Linked DNA regions of Rattus norvegicus: region 2 is linked to region 1. Evidence: chromatin contacts called from public Hi-C data. All regions are on one chromosome and are shown on one strand. The core of a region is the stretch at or near the end of the contact, and the rest is flanking DNA. Distances in the headings are between cores, read along the strand shown. Region 1 has its middle 88 kb from the start of Arl4c. Region 2 holds the start of Arl4c (ADP ribosylation factor like GTPase 4C).

The links. Hi-C and Micro-C count contacts between places; a contact is called where the count stands out from the background.
Region 2: a contact with region 1 is called in a Hi-C map of liver, with 4 times the contacts expected there. The contact joins the promoter of Arl4c here to the enhancer-like site in region 1. A contact is called at or near these places in 2 of 12 Hi-C or Micro-C datasets (frontal cortex and liver).

What each region holds. Positions count from the first base shown.
Region 1 is chr9:96,662,593-96,665,292 of GRCr8, forward strand. No RefSeq gene overlaps it. Among named protein-coding and RNA genes, the nearest start is that of Arl4c, 88 kb to the right of the region's middle. Within about 2 kb of position 1,254, at least 14 of the 93 cell types and tissues checked have an H3K27ac peak or open chromatin away from gene starts, as enhancers often do.
Region 2 is chr9:96,750,121-96,752,820 of GRCr8, forward strand. Arl4c (ADP ribosylation factor like GTPase 4C) reads right to left here and starts at 1,390. Exons shown (of 1, transcript NM_001306054.2): 1 at 1-1,390. The coding sequence starts at 1,390. The coding sequence ends at 812.

The DNA.
Region 1 (2,700 bases), core at 4-2,503:
GAAAAAAAGAACAAAAAAAAAAAAAAAAAAAAAAAAAAAGAACGGGCTGTGGGCTGGTGAAGAGTTAAGGGAAGGAGAGTGGTGTACATCAAAGGATGGGGTGGAGGAGTATGGGCTTCCTAAGAGAGTCACATGTACGAGTCTTAGTGTTCTCTCTCTCTCTCTCTCTCTCTCTCTCTCTCTCTCTCTCTGTATGTTTTGTTTGAGGGGGCCTTCATAAATCCTAGCGGATAGACAGACTGACAGATAGAATTCCCTGCACTGTGCTTTGATCGTATTCATCCCCTACCCCCAGCTCCTCAAAGAGAATGTGGGCACCAGTATCAGGCTCCATGGGAGATACGTGAGGCAGGGAGGTGATACAACAGCCACAGTGTGTCTTCTGAAAGTCGGTGCAACATTTCTCCCAAATACACTGTTTTCAGATGAATACACTGGGAAAAGGTCCCAGACCTAACAACTAACATGAAGGGCTGGGTACACAGCGCTTCCTGCTTCCCCATCACATCCGAGCAGGTGAGAGGAGAGGAGCCAGATGACGTCACAAAGACAAGAGAGGTCATACAGGGAGGCGCTAGATTTTTTTTTTTTTGTATCTACAGATAACATAAAATGTGTACACACATCTTTCCTCTCCTCTCTCTCTCTCTCTCTCTCTCTCTCTCTCTCTCTCTCACACACACACACACACACGTAAATATGTACATCCTTTACACAAGCAAATGCTCTCACATACACAAATGCACACCCTTGGGTCGTGTAACCTTCAAAGCCTATCTCCATTGTGGTTCAGTGGTCTGAAATTACTCGAAGATAGCTCTTTCGTCTATTTTTATACATAATTATATAACAGAATCATTTAGCTCCTTGGGGAAGAAGAACTTGGAATTGCTTTTACCTGGAAAACAAACCAAAACCAAAATAAAATGTCTAAATGTTATAAAAATGTATCCAGAAATATCAGTGCTTGTATTCAGGATATTTTTCTCAGTAGAGTACACCCCACCACCACCACCACCCCAACACACACACACACACACACACACAGACACACACACGGCCTAAACCTGTGTTTGTTGCACATCCCATACAGAGATGCTGTGAATGGTAATGCCATCTACATATGGCTATTGGGGCTGCCTTATAGCTGTGTAGAAAGTTCTTTCAGCCCTATCTGAATGCAGAGCAGGGAGTAACTGGAGCCTGGACCTGAGGGAGAGGGACACAGGAGCTGTTTCGGAGCAGGCTTGGCAGGCCTGAGCAACATGCACAATGGCTGGCTGCCCATCCGATAGTGGGGACTGTGAATTCAGGGAAGAGTGTCTCCAGTCCCCAGATGTTGGCTATGGCGACGAGGAGGTGAAAGGTCAGAACACAGGCATGCTCCTGGAAGTATACATCTGAGATGGCCATCTGCGTGACTTCAAGCACGTGCAGAATGGCTGTAGTTTCGTTCTCTCGCTGGGATGTAGGAAGAGAACGTGTCCCCCATCCTCTGCACCATCTCCATATCTTACAGGAACCTGTAAGGAATACTTTTCTCATTATTGAGAGGGAGCAAGGAAGGTAAAATGTAAGACTCCGGTTCTGTTCTGCTGAGCCCGAATGTTCTTAAGCAAAAGGATCTTGAAAGCAACAGGCCAGCTCTCTGCCAGCCAAGAGCACCCAACTAGTAGAGATTTAACCAGAAATTACGAATGCAGACCACTGATTGTGCCCCTGGTGGCTCCAGCCAGAAACAATTATCCACTTGGCTCATTAAGACTAGTAACAAATGGCCAATTGTTTCCACAATTAGCCAAGAGCTGGTTCGGTTGCTTGTGACTATGAACAGGGGACTTTGAAGACAGACTGGCAATGGAGGAAAAGAAATTCAAATTCAGATGCAGAGAGATGGGCCGTCTTTTCATTTGGGGTTCTCTTTTTTTTACCAAGGGAAGAGGGGTGGTGAGGGGGTGTATAAAGGGATGGCTTGCCCACCCCAGTGAGCTTGTGCTATGCCCAAGTGACCCTATCCCATTCTCTCTTTCAAGACCTTCCATTCCTGGTGAAAGGAAAAGCCCTGAGTCACAAGGATGTGTGATTAGTCTAGACAAAAGCCACTTTCTTATGTAGGCTTTGGGGGGTGGGAGGAGTCTATGTTCCTGACCCTTCTGGAAATTTCCTGAGGTCTACCGGGAGGGTAACTGAGCCCCAGGGCCAGCACCCAGTCTTGCCGCATAGGTGTGAACGAAAGGCAGTTAAAGGGCTGAGGTGTGCATTTTCTGTCTTAATCTGGGATTTGATGGCAATCTGCCCTTGTCTGTTGTTAGATTATAAGCAACAGAAATATGTTTCCCACACTTCTAAGGGCTGGGATGTCCAATATAAAGGAGTCAGCCATCTGTGTCCAGTGAGGGCTTGCTCTTTCTGCTCCAAAATTTCAAAATGGCACCATCCATGTATTCTCACATAACAAAAGAGACAGACAGGGGTTTTATCACAACTTTTAGTAGGCCTTGGAGCCCTCATGACCTGACTACCTCAAAGAGGCCTTGCTCATACTCAAGTAGGCTGGACAGCCATGGGGAAAGAGAAACCATAAGGCAGCTAGATATGTTATGCAGGACCACCCCAAACTAGCTAGAACCAACATGGCTGACCCCGATGACCCCTGACCTCTAACCCCTGACCCTGATTTGCTTCATTACAATGGTACCT
Region 2 (2,700 bases), core at 140-2,639, 88 kb after region 1:
GACTGGGCCATCTGGAAGAGGTCTCATCCCAGGCTGAAAAGCAGTTCTCAACAAAACCACACACACCCACCCCTGAAAAGTGGCGTCTTCCAGGCCATTCCCAGCCAAGTCCAGAAGCACAGCATCCTGGGCCCTCCAGCTGCCGCACGGTCCGAGACAGTCCTCTGGCTGGCCCCAAACCACCACCTCCTTTGGGCCCAGAGCAGGACAAATGAAATTGCAACAGGGACCTGCCCTGTGACATAAAATTACTCAGTTCCCACAGCTCCAGAATGAAAGGAGCGGTCATCCCCACCCCCCATCAGTACACCCCAGTGCCAATCCGTTCCCTCCCGGGTATCCCCAGGGTTCTGTGTGAACTGCATACCTCAGGTAACTCACACGTGATTCCCCCCCGCAGTGGGGGCTGGGCAGCCTGAACTTCTGGCCCTGCTGGAGCAAGAAGAAATCGCTTTTGTCTCTCTGACATCCAAGCTTGCCACCTGGGGCCAGAGGGCACACCACGGGACCCTCGCGTCCACTCCCCACCAGTCCCCCTACCCACCCCACCCGTAGCTCAAGCATTTAGACAAAAGGTCCTCTGAGCTGGGGTGGGGGGTGGGGCAGGTGACGAGATGGGTGGTTATGCAGCCTCCACACCCGGGCTAAGTCTCCAAGTCCTGTATTTGGATACAGAGATCGTGTTTTAAAAATTCGAATCATCGCTTTGGTTCGTTGTCTTTGTTCGCGGGTTCTCGCTCAACCCAGACGTCCATTCATTCACTCACTGGCTCGCTCGCTCAGCCTCGCTCCAGATCGCTGCTTGAGAGCATTACCGTTTCTTCTTCTGCTTGAGAGACTTCCTGCGTTTCAGGATCATCTCATAGAGCTTGTCCATACCCTCGGTGAGGCCCTCGCCGATGATGGCGCACGCCGGCTGGACATGGTAGGTGGTGGCCGGGATGAGCTCGTGTAGCGCCAGTTGCTTCTCAATCTCGGCCACCGGCAGAGACTTGGGCAGGTCCTGCTTGTTGGCGATGACCAGCAGCGGTGTGCCCTGGTTCTCGGCAAACTTGGTCACCTTGTGCAGCTCCGTTTTGGCCTCCTCCAGCCGATCCACGTCCACCGAATCCACCACGTAGATGATGCCGTCCGTGCAGCGGCTGTAGGACTTCCACAACGGCCGTAGCTTCTCCTGGCCGCCCACGTCCCAGAAGTGGCAGCTGATGCCCTTGGCAGTGCCGTTGCTCAGTTTGATCTTCTCGGTGTTAAAGCCGATGGTGGGCACCGTGTTCACGAACTCGTTGAACTTGAGCCGGTAGAGCACCGTGGTCTTGCCGGCCGAGTCCAAGCCCAGCATAACGATGTGCAGAGACTGGAAGGCCGAGATGTTGGAGGAGATGTTGCCCATGGCTTCTGGCTGCGGCGCCGGCCACTGCGGCTGCGGCGGGAGGGCGCCGCCCCCCGAGCAGTCACAGGCCCGCTGCGGCCCGGCGCACCTGGGCCCCGCCCGTTGCTGGACCCGGTGGGGCCTCGGCGTTCCCTGGGCGCTCGGCTAGGCGCGCTTAGACTCGGAGGGGCCCGCTCCCTGGCCCGCCTGGTGCGTGCTCCACGGGCATCTTTCTCCGGAGGCTTTGTCTCCCGCGCAGCCGCCACGGACAGACGCCGCGGTGTAGGATGTCTGCGCCCTGCGCTCTAGCCCCGCTCGATCTGCGGCTCTCCCGCGCCGCGGCTCTGCAGCAACCTCTGGTCTCCGCGCACCTCGGAGCTGCTCTAGCTGCGGCTACCCGGGAGCGCCGTGGAGGAGCAGGCGGGGCGCGGGCTTCCCCGGCGTACCGGTTAGCGTAGCTGCCTTTGCTGTCCCTGCAGTACTCGCGCTGCTGCTACCGCCACCGCCACCAGCTTGCTGCGGCCCGAGAGCGCCGGCCCCGCCCCTCTAGTCCCGCCCACCAGCCACGCCCCTTGCCTGGCACGCCCCGCGGTCTCCCGGGGTCAGGCGGGGTCTTCTCGGTCGGTTGCGTCTTTTCGCGCGCTCCTGTCGTTCGAAACTCGCCCTTACGACCCTTCCCGCCGGCCGTGCGCAGACTGTGGGCCTGGACCGGGACTCTTCCTCCCCAATCCGGTGACGCGTCTTTTAAAAATAGCTCCGGGCTCCGGAACCTCCGCCCGGGGCCTAGCCCGCAGCTGGCCCGGCAAGGGCAGCGTCTGCAGAGGGATAGGGCGGTGAGACTGCGGCACCCAGGCAGGAGGGCGGCGGAGAGGAGCTGACCTCCTGCAGCCTGCAGCCTGCCGCCCACTCCTCCCAATCCATTTCCACCGCGTGGTCTCACGCTCCTTGGTGCCCTAGTGTCCTGGTCCCTAGTCCTCCTTGATGCGTATGCTCCCTTCCTGCCCTAACTCTAGGGTGTGCCCAGGAGGCTCAGCTGAGAGTACCTACCAGCACCTGCCTAGATAACTCCAGACAATTGTTTCTCAGACACCCATTTTGGAGCCTTGTTTTATGCCCCGCCCCAACTCTGCTGACCTCCCAGATGAGGTTAGTCTTAAGGCACCCTTTGTCATTCCACCTTGAGAACTGTCTACCAGAAGACCACCGTGGAGCGATGGGGTGGAGGTAGGGGATGGGGGAGGTCCAGATCACCTGACCAGGCTCCAGGAAAGCTGGGCCTCTAGACCACCCTTGACTGTGAACCTTCTGTCTCTAGTTCGGAGCTGGTGGTG